Linked DNA regions of Anser cygnoides: all the other regions are linked to region 2. Evidence: chromatin contacts called from public Hi-C data. All regions are on one chromosome and are shown on one strand. The core of a region is the stretch at or near the end of the contact, and the rest is flanking DNA. Distances in the headings are between cores, read along the strand shown. Region 1 holds the start of MAML3 (mastermind like transcriptional coactivator 3). Region 2 holds the start of MGARP (mitochondria localized glutamic acid rich protein). Region 3 overlaps MAML3 (mastermind like transcriptional coactivator 3).

Region 1 (3,451 bases), core at 892-3,391, 360 kb before region 2:
ATCCTTTACCAAGCAATCATCTCCTGTAACCAGCAATTAGCGTCCTGTCAGCTGATACTGGTAGGCATTAGTGTTCAACTGCTGGCATCAGCAAGTTCATCTTATATCACTTGGACCTCCGATGTATTTGATTCCTTTAAAATTCCAGTCGTGACGGTAGTTTTCTGAAGCTGATGCTCGGGAAGAAAAGAGCGTAGAGCAAATGCAAATATTTCCACGTGCAAGGTGAACTACTGCATAAAAAGGTGAGTGCTCACAAGACCATGGTCACGGATATAAGTGCACACATCTATCACGAGTGAGTCTGTGCTTGTGTCTGATTACAGAGTTGTTTGGTCAAGGCTGCGAGGAACATCTGTTTGGATGACGACAGGCGGTAGCAGAACAGCACTGAAGTCTCTCTCCTCCTTGCCTTGTCCAAGCTCCAACCTGACGTTTTCTTTTCAGCTTGTATTTATTCAGACTCGCTGGCTTAGCAGAAACGTTGTCCTTTGCAAAAATTGAATTTAAATAGTTCCCTAAATAGCAGTTTTTGGCCATGTTTCTTCAGAAGCCGGTAATTGTTTGTGTAAGTATCCTTAAAATAAAAGCAACGCAAAAATGAACTGTGAAATCTCATCTCTATTATGCTGCTTTACAATTGCCATTCAGGACTTGGTTTTAAAAAGAAAACTCTCCTGTTGGATGAAAATTATTACTTGTAGCTCCTGGGTTCTGAATGACGACTGCAAAATGACACAGGTAATGGACGTTTTTATGAAGTGCTAATTCTGTTGATTGTCTTTAGACACAGGGATAGTGCTCTGTCTTCTACAAGGTTGCGCTGTAGACTAATGCAAGTATCACCACTTTTGCTCTTAACATGAATGGGGAAACAGAGGGCTACAATTTTGCTCGGCTTTGTTTCAACCTCAGCCAGTTCAAACGTGTCTTTTGATCAGAATCAACCGTTTTTAGAACGTATTCAGATGTTTTTCACAGACCTGATGATGCATCTGTTTGCAAGACTTCAAACATTAAGCGCTTTGGTTACTACCAACCTGTTGCTCAAATCATCGTCCCCTGGCGGAAGCAAAATAGGTAGATGAGAGACTTAACAACAACAAAAAAAAGCCTAAATTCAGAGTATGCTGGAATTTAATTCTCTAGCAATGCAGCATGCACTTGATATAGCATGTCGTGCTCGCTGCCCAAGCGGAACGCGGAAAGTTTGGGATGTGTTACTCCGTGTGGCCTGAGAAGCGATGCATATTGTTAGTCGTGAGGAAAACAAGACAGCTGCTGGGACATGCCCCAGGGAGCAGCCCCTACAAGTAGCAGTAACAGCACGGGGATAACCGGCAGCCCTCCGGCGTGTCTCGGTGTCCCGGCAGAGCTGGGCTCGGAGCAGCGCTGCAGCGAGCTGTCTGCGTGCCGGCTGCGGGCTGCAGGGGGCACTGCGGAGGAGCCCAAAAAAGTACTGGGAAGTTCAACCTGAGCGGCGCCGGCCGAGGCGCTGGCCTGCCGGCACTCCGCTTCCACAAAAACCACCAGGACAGCCCCCGGGTCTCCCCGCCGGCCCTCGCATTCGGCCTTTTTACGCGCGTTTGTCTGCAGGAGAGCAACGCAGGGGTGTTTTGGGGCCGGAGGGAGGACTGAAGAGGTTCCCCCGCAAGCGAGGCAGGGCTCGCAGCCCCCCCCCGAGCACAGCTGGGGCTGCTCCCCGCGTGCTGAGCGAGGGGCGAGCGCCGGGAGCAGCCGGCAGCTACGCTCCTCGGGCTGCTGCTGAAGGAAAGTTGGAAGGGGGGAGAGGGGGGCAGGCAGGCCCCTTGGTCCCGGGGGGGCCTCGCAAGGTGCGGCCGGCCGGTGCCGTCGCCGCCGCGATGGGGACGAGGCGAAAAGCAAATGTCACCCGCCGAGCGGCTGGAGCAGACAAAGCCGGCTGCGGAGCAGCGCCCCGCGCCCCGTGCTCCCCGGTTCCCGATCCCCCTTAGGAGAACGAGGGGGGCGTCCCCGCGGGCAGGAGCCCCGCGGCCCGGGGGAGCCCTCCGGGGGGTGCGGGCCCCCTCCGGCCGCGGGGAGCCGTGCCGGGGGAGCCGTCCGCTCCTGCCGGGCGGCTCCGCGCCGGGTTTTGCACCGCGTCCCCGGGTCTGCCTCCCCGCCGGCCCGGGGGAGCCGCCGCCGTCCTGCTAGCGCTGCGCGGGCACGGCGGGAGGAGGAGGAGGAGGAGGAGGAGGGCGCTCGATCATTGTGATGGTGGCAGGAGCGGCGGCAGGAGCAGCAGCAGCAGCAGCAGCGCGCAGAGCGGAGCGGCGCGGCACGGGCTTGGCGCTGGGGCAGCGCCCCGGAGCCTCGCTGCTGCTGCTGCCCCCCCCGACCCCGGCCCCGGCCCCGGCCCCGGCCCCGGCCCCGGCCCCGGCCCCGCGGGCGCTCGCCGGGCTCCCCCCCGCCGGTATGCGGCCGGGCGGGCAGCGGGCGCGGCGCGGCGGCGGCCCCAAAACTTTTCTCTAGGCGGGGAGCCCCGGCGCCGGCCCCCCCGCCCCGCTCCATGCCGGGGGGGCGCGCGGCGCGTGCCCGGCGGAGAACCGGGGGTGGGGGGGGGCGCGCGTCCCCGCGTCCCCGCGCGCGTGCATGCGGCTCGCTCCCCGGCGGCGGAGCGGTGTCCGGGGGCAGGAGGCGGTCCCGCGGCGATGGGCGATGGGGGGCAGGCAGCGGCCCCGTAGCGCCCGGGGGCGGCCGCCCCAGCAGCAGCAGCAGCAGCACCGGCAGCGGCAGCAGGAGCAGCAGCAGCAGCACAGCTGGCCGTGCGGGTGGCCGCGCCGCCGGCGATAACCTCCCGGCACCTCCGCTCGCCGCCTTCCTCCCTCCCTCCCTCTCTCCCTCCCTCCTCCTCCTCCTCCTCCCTCTCCTCCTCCTCCTCCTCTCCCCCCCCGCCGCCGCTCGCTCCCCGCTTCATGTTTTGGAGAGCCTCGAGGGGGATTGGCTGGGGGCGAGGAGGGACGCTCGCCGGGGCTCGCCGCTCGCCCGCTACATGCCGGCGCCCCCTCCTCCCCCCGGCGGCCCTCTGAAAAGTATCCCGCCGGGACCCCGGAGGGGACTGCGTGCGCGCCGGGGGCAGGCTCCAAACTTCTTCCAAAATAGTGCGCGCGGGGCAGGCGATGGGGGATTTCGCGGCCCCCGCCGCCGCCTCCAACGGCGGGGGCATCTGCATCAACAATAACCTGGGCGGCGGGCTCGGCGGGGCCGCTCTCGGGGTCGGCGGCGCCCCCCACGGCCCGCCCGCCGCCGCCCCCGGGAACAATGCTGCCGGCGGCGGCGTCCCCAAGCACAGCACGGTGGTGGAGCGGCTGCGGCAGCGCATCGAGGGCTGCCGGCGGCACCATGTCAGCTGCGAGAGCAGGTACCAGCAAGCCCAGGCGGAGCAGCTGGAGCTGGAGCGCAGGGACACGGTGAGCCTCTACCAGAGGACGCT
Region 2 (3,324 bases), core at 3-2,502:
TGCGTTACAAATTCAAGAGTGATTTAAGAGGAAATTTAGCAAATATTTCAAAAATTGAGTGCTCTTGCCATTATTTTCATGGCTGAATTTCCAAAATAAGCAAATATAAGAATGACATTTACCAGAATTCTAATAAAATAGTTATTTGTATAAATGCTGAAAATGCATTTTCTACCTCACATGCCAAAGGGAAAGCTTTCAGCTCAGTTTTCGCTAGATAGACTTTCAAAGGCTGACCCAGTGGTTTGAAGACCTGCTGTAATTTGTTACACATCTTGTAGTTCTTTGAGTACTGACTATTGTTCTTCATTTCTTTGTGGTCTGATTTTTTTTTTTCGCCTCCTGTAGAACAGAAATGAAGCATTATTGGATATAATACCAAAAAAAATCAGAAATAACCAACCATTAAATTCTGTGGGTTTGATCACTACTATTATTTCCTTGGCAGTAACCTTGCTTTGCTTTTGATGTGGCGTGGAAGATAAACGTACTTCGTGCTTACAGAAAGTTAGGATGAAAGTTCAGTCCTCAGAACTGTTTAACTGACCTACGGCTCATTAGTTTACCCTTTCCCAACTGGTATTACATATTTTCTTAAGGGCACAGGCAGTTTTCTGCTTTCCAGCTCTTTGAGACCTGTCACAGGTAGCTGTGCCCAGCTGTTCACCAAGGATGTGTTCCGTGAAGGTGCGGTAGTTACCAGCTCAAGGGACAGTGATGCAATTTCACAGTATTTCTGAAGGGCAGCAGAGGGGGAGTGCGTGCAGCGCTGCGCTCTGGGTATGTCTGGAGGAGAGGCAGGAGCGAGCTTGGCTGGCGGAGGTGCCGGCCTTCATGCGCTGTGTGTTGCGGTGCTGGTGCAGAGAGAGCACGCCTCTGGTGATGGTCTGTGAGGCAGCGTGCTGCCTCCTGGGGACTCACACCTGCACCTGCCATAAGCCAAGGTCGACCAAGGGCAGAGGACGGCAGCGGGATGATGACAGCCAGCGGGACGAGCGCTGCGTGGTCAGGAGGGGAGCTTGAAGGCTGCTTGGAGAAGGGGCAGCCGGCTGTCCGTGTGGGCGAGTGACCCTGAAACGCTTTACAGGCTAACGGGACCCGAGGGCTGTGGCTGGCCTCCTGCGCTGCCGGCCCGCCTCAGCCCGCCTTTGGGGCGCCCGACCCGAACGCCCTTGGCGTTACACGGCGCGGCTCCCCCGGCGGGGCGCCGGGCGAAGGGGCCGCCCTCGCTGCTCCGACCGCCTCCCGGGGCGGGGCGGGGCGGGGCGGGGGGACTGCGGTGCGTGCCGGTGCTCCCGCAGCGCCCGGTGCTCGCTCCGCCGCCGCCGCCGCCACCATGTACCTGTGCAGGGCCGCCTCGCAGGCGCTGGCCGCTCGCCTCAGCCGGGCTCCCTCGGCGGCGGGCCGCCTCCAGCACCGCGGTACGGCTCGGGGGGGGGGGGGGACACAGGTGCGGCGGGCGCGCGAGGTGACCGTGGGGGCCGTTGGCGGCTCCCCCGCCTGAGGGAGGGGGCGGGAAGGGCGTGAGGCGCCCCGCTGTGCCCCGCCGTGCCCCGCCGGGGCGGCCGAGGAGCGCGTCGAGGCAGGTGATGCTATCCGTAACCCGGCGTGTGATGGCGGCTGCGGCTGTTCCTGAGGCTGCCGAGCGCGTTCTGGGCGCGCTGCGGGGGTTCTCGTGCGGGATGAAGGCGCAGAACGCGGCTGACGGCTCGGTCCTCAGACAGCGTTTGGTCGGGGGGCCGGGTTTTGAGCTGTGCTGAAGCATCTCCAGGCTGCAGCACGCAGCGAAGCTGGAGGAATGACGAACGAAAATCGATGACTAACCCTGCCTTTCTGGTGCGATGAGCGCCCGATCGGTGATCAGGTTGTGTAATCCTGCCTCCCTGCCCTGTTGGCCAACGCTCGCGGTTACGGGTATGCATCTAAAGGTCAGCAGCCTATTTGCAACGAAACAACGTGGATCGAAAGGAAACGGCTTTTTCTTAAAGTGCACTGCTGTTACACCGAAGGGAGTTTGTTACCGCTGCTGATCGTGACTGCAGCAAGACGGAATAACGCCAGATTAATTCTTTTAATTCTTAGGCTGAGCATGTCTATTTAGCTGACATCCAGTACCTGGAAGCTGATGTAGGCAGACAACAGTTCACAGAAAATCTTACGCTCTTAGGAAGATCTCAGCTGTGTACCCCATTCATGTTAGGCACCACACCCCATTTTAGCCAGTTGTACTAAACATTGCTAAGCTACATCCCCCCGTTTTGCTACAGATCTTTTGATGGTCCCTTCCCATCTAAAGCTCAGACTGCAAAATTCTATTTTATGATCCTATTTTAGCAGTAATTTTACATCGCTATCAATAACGTTTTTTCTAGCACCGCTTCGCCAGATGTCATCTGGGAGTGTTCCTGGCTCTTCTGGAGAGAACATGATTTACTATCTCCTTGCTGGCGTTGCTGCTTTTGGTGGTTTATTTTATGTAAGTGATTGGCAGTGGAGCTATCTGTGCTTTCTGAGCTGATGTGGTTTCAGGCGTGTTCTGCGTTTAAAAAATAGGGTCAGGATGTAAACTCTGTCAATAAAATGTGGTTGTCATAGCACATAGTTAAAGCAGTTTAACATAAAAATCAGTCCAAGAGAATTAATCAGACAAAATATAGTGCTTGCCTATTTTACTGTTATTTTGATGTGCATAGCTACAGTGATTCTCAGTGGGAAACCTGTTTAAAGCCATGTGAAATGAATGTGTCCAAAGACAGAGTAAAGCATCTGTCTCTAACACCTTGCCTCTTCTTGCGACTACAAACATTAAGGACGTACTGCAGAAGGCAAGAGGGATGTGAACCCAGAAGGGGAAGATTATGAACCTGGTTAACTGGGGCAATAAGAAAGATATGAATATTAATCACTTAGAAAAAGCACATTTGAGTTTTGTAAACACCAAGCTATTTTCAAACACTTTCAGTAATCATTTTCCACTCTGCCTCTAAATATATCAGGCTCTGTGCTTCATGCCCCTAAAGCCTTTGTTTTATAGCTTTCTTCCCTCGAGATTTGAGATAGTGACTAGCACATCCCAAAGAGGTACAGGTTTCTGTCTCCCACAAAATAATCCTCTAAAATGGTAAGCAGCATCTGCTTGTTCAAAATATTATCAGATTGTGTGACTGCATGTCTGAAAGAATTATAAATTCTCTTGCAGTAAGCTTTTTGCTTACCACAGTTTGTATAAAAAATAAATATGTCTGGCCATATTTTTTTTTAATACTCTGTTCAATTCCTGAAACACTGTATCTTCTCTCTGACATCTACACATTTTGTAAGTAT
Region 3 (3,519 bases), core at 938-3,437, 280 kb before region 2:
GCTGCAAACATCACCTGCAGAGTTTCCCAAAGCTAAGGAAGCACGAGGCAAAGGGCAGCGTCACAGGGAAGAGGAGAGTGCAGCGGATAACGTTAAGGGGTTTTATGAAAGAGCTTCACAAAAGGACAAGTGGCGGAAAAGGGGAGAAGAGAAGCAAAGAATAACATGGTCTTACCAAGCAAGTTAAACAAGCCTTTTTAACGTCCCTTCTCTCTCTGAGCATCCTTAGAATAACCAGAATGAGGGAGGAAAAACTCCTGAAAAGAAGGGAGAGGAGGGGAAATGGATGCTCGTGCTATTCGAAGGAAATAGGAATTCTGGGTTAAAAACCAAATCTGTTGCAAAAAAGGTATTTAGATTGATTTCTCTGTCTGTAATTTACAGAAAATAATAAATTGGTGGTTTGCTTATTGCATTTTGTGAAGAACGCACACAACTGTTGGGCTAATGTAAAAATGGCATTTCAGTAATAATTATGGATATCTTGCTTCAGCCTCATTTAGAAACATATAATTGAAGTGATAGATAGATGTGGTGCTTATAAATAGTTTAGGTTTGCTAATGTAATAATGAGCAGTTCTTTCATTCTCTCGTTCTCTAGTTTTTACTTTCTCCTATGTGGTTTTGCTTCTGTGGCGTGCATATATATACATTTTATATATATATGTGCGTACATGTACCTACCAGAAGAGGTTGTTGGGGACAGGTCAGCATTTGAGGTCCAACTAATCGGGTACAGTCAGTGCAGACAGTGTGACTTGTTTCCCTCAAGCTGGGAAGAAAATCCCTTCTTCTTTTGGCTTCAGAGCAAGCTGAATAGGTTTCCTGATGTCCCCCAGACCAAAATTGTCAGTGAGAGGTTATAGGTGGGAAAGGAGGGTAAAATACAGCATTTTAAATGGCAGGAAGGTGAAAATGTAAATGTTAGGGGCAGATGTCTGGCCACAAGGATATTGTAGTGTTATCCAGGGGAAACACCTTGGTGCTGAGGCACGACTCGCCTGCCTGCAACTGTGGCACCTTTGTATACCCCTGACGAAGCATGCCTACCTGAAAAAAATGGCTCTGTGGTGTGTTTTTTTAGATTTTATAAAAAATACCCATTAAGGAGAATAGGTGTCCACTCCGCTCCTCCTTTATGGGTGATGTCCAAGTCCCCCTGACAAGACCTTGGCTGTGCAGCAGCGTGGCTGCTTCCATTCTGCTTGCAGAGCTAGTTATTCGGTTCCAGCGTCCACTAAAGCAATCGCCAAAAGCAGTTAAAATAAAACTCATTACGGCGGGCATGGGATACGGTACGTTTTGAATCCCGAGGATGTGCCGTAATCAACTTTGACCAGGTTCCCTTCCCCGTAGCAGCAGATAACAAAATTTACATTTCCACTGTGTATAAGAAACCGAAAAGATGAATCCCTGCAGAATCGAGTGAGGACCGTTGTTCCCTTTGTCTGCTGAGAAGCAGTTGTTAGTTATTTGTGAGAGAAATCCACAAGTCCTCTCCAAAGGCGAAATCTTCTGTATTTCTTGGAGATGGAAATAAGCATTCTGTGACTGACAAACAGCTGAGTTTTCTACAAACACCGATTTATTTTTTCCTCCTTTGTTTTACAGCTTGGTTCTTCTAAGCACTGTGAAAATACCTTTGTCCCCCTTTCCCTGTTCCTGGGATGCATTATTCTTCCCAGAGGCCGGGCTGGTGTTTGTAGAAAGCCACTTCTGTGGGCAGATCTTGCCTGTTGAAGTAGGGCTTTGGCTGAGATAGCCCAGGCCTCGTTAATACTTAACGTGGAGTAAACACGGCAGGTCGTACCCAGCGCTGTTACGCACGCTCCGCAAAGCTGGCGCCAGCATCTTTAGCTGACAGAGGTCAGGTGAAAACAGGTCTGCTGTCTGGGAGAGGACTATTTTTTTTGCTGTAAAAGAGGCAGAAACCCAAGATTCCCAAACGGTTGAGGGTCGTTTTTTGGCTGAGCAGAGCACGTTGCCTTGCAGAGAGGCTGGATGTACTAAATCCCTGTTAAACTGAGAACCCCAGGTGCAACTGTTCCTTCTGGAGCCCAAACCCAGAGGCATTTGGGAGGGGGAGAAGTAAGGGGTGGCCTGATTAGAGTTGTTTGGAGTCTTGTCTTATTTTTACAGTGCAGTTGGCGTCTGTACGGGCCATCCATTTTCCCAGTGCATGGCATTATTTTCCTTTGTTTTGTTACCTCTTGGATAAGGTTGCTGCACTTTGACATCACTTGCCTCCTGGAAATGTCAGCCCTTTGTTTTCACACTCATGGAGTTTGTGACAGCTGCTTGAAAGAGAACTTTGCAGAATAAACTAAAACAGCTGCAAGAACTTCAAGTATCTCTAGTGAAGCACCTTGAACTGTTTGCTGTGTTATTCAGCTTGGCACGTGGAGAAACATGTCTCTCTGAAGCTGTACGTATCCTGGGTTTCCATTAGCAATCCAGCCTCGCTCAGCAGAACCCACTAAAAATACAAAGCATCTGCTCGCTCCACCATGCCAAACCATCCCGAAAGAACCAAGCACCAGCCCCTCAACCAGAAATTTTGTCCTGGCTATGGGGAAGACCAGTGAGAAAAAGAAGTCCCATCACCAAGCCCCTTACAGAAACCTCTCCTCTATTGTAAACCTCCCCGGTCACGGAGGAGAAGTGCAACACCTGCAGAAATACGAAGGTTACGTTAAGGCGGGACCCCAGCCAGATGGAGTTTATAAACTAGAAAGATCCAGTGACCTGAGGTGAGCTCATGGGACCACAGAGACTTTCCCTGCATGTCCTTTTTGAGCTGCAACACCCGCCGGCATTTCCAGTCTTGAAAGTGCCTGGTGCAGAGCAGGTATCAGCCACGTCACCTTCTCCAGGGCCTCACCTGTGCCCAGGGCTGAGGCCCTGCTCTCTGCTGTCAACTGCTGGCTGCCTGTCCGAGGTGGAAATACTCTTTGTGTAGGTGTGCAGGACCTACTCTTACAGGCGTGCTGCTTTTTCCAACTTGCAGGACTACCAAGGGAGAGGCTGCCTGGCAATAGGTGTGTGCTGGATGCAGCCTCAGTCTAGCAGCGCTGTAGGGTCCTTTGAGATAAAGGATGCCATGCGTGATGATGCTGATTTGTTTGAGTTCTGCCTAAATACAGCTAAAGCAACGCCGTAACCAGGAGGTGGTCTGGGCTGGCTTGCAGGTTTTCAGCAAGCTGCTTTCTGTGTTTTTCGGCATCGTTTAAAAAGCGCTCCCTAGCTCGTGGTTATGAACATAATCTTCCCAATGTGCGTGGAATCTAAATTGGCGCAGAGCAACTTGTCAGAGTCTGCACCCAGTCTGCAGCAGGAGCTCCGGGAGAGATGTGAACTGCCTTTGTTCTTTGCAGTGGGGGTGTTAACTCTGAAGTTTATGATAATGTACTTGCCAGCATTGTTAATTATTCCACTGGAAGGAAGGAGCTGGAGAGCCTGCACAATTTGCTGTCGGGAAGGGTCTTGTTTCGGCGTTCCAGTTTGGCGTCTCAAATAGGT

Evidence for each region. Hi-C and Micro-C count contacts between places; a contact is called where the count stands out from the background.
Region 1: a Hi-C map of liver shows a contact between it and region 2, with 2.5 times the contacts expected there. The contact joins the promoter of MAML3 here to the promoter of MGARP in region 2. A contact is called at or near these places in 2 of 7 Hi-C or Micro-C datasets (both in liver).
Region 3: a contact with region 2 is called in a Hi-C map of liver, with 5 times the contacts expected there. The contact joins the enhancer-like site here to the promoter of MGARP in region 2. A contact is called at or near these places in 2 of 7 Hi-C or Micro-C datasets (both in liver).

What each region holds. Positions count from the first base shown.
Region 1 is chr4:41,206,636-41,210,086 of Taihu_goose_T2T_genome, reverse strand. MAML3 (mastermind like transcriptional coactivator 3) reads left to right here and starts at 2,141. Exons shown (of 5, transcript XM_048074966.2): 1 at 2,141-3,451. The coding sequence starts at 3,138. LOC106046692 (a long non-coding RNA gene) reads left to right here. Exons shown (of 5, transcript XR_010831471.1): 5 at 1-428.
Region 2 is chr4:40,847,347-40,850,670 of Taihu_goose_T2T_genome, reverse strand. It overlaps MGARP (mitochondria localized glutamic acid rich protein), which reads left to right and starts at 1,252. Exons shown (of 7, transcript XR_010831459.1): 1 at 1,252-1,421; 2 at 2,373-2,476. It overlaps LOC136790815 (a long non-coding RNA gene), which reads right to left. Exons shown (of 5, transcript XR_010831479.1): 5 at 208-342.
Region 3 is chr4:41,130,814-41,134,332 of Taihu_goose_T2T_genome, reverse strand. All of the region lies in intron 1 of MAML3 (mastermind like transcriptional coactivator 3), which reads left to right. Among named protein-coding and RNA genes, the nearest start is that of MAML3, 75 kb to the left of the region's middle. Within about 2 kb of position 2,187, at least 2 of the 3 cell types and tissues checked have open chromatin away from gene starts, as enhancers often do. A contact at or near this core is called in liver, where this site is marked.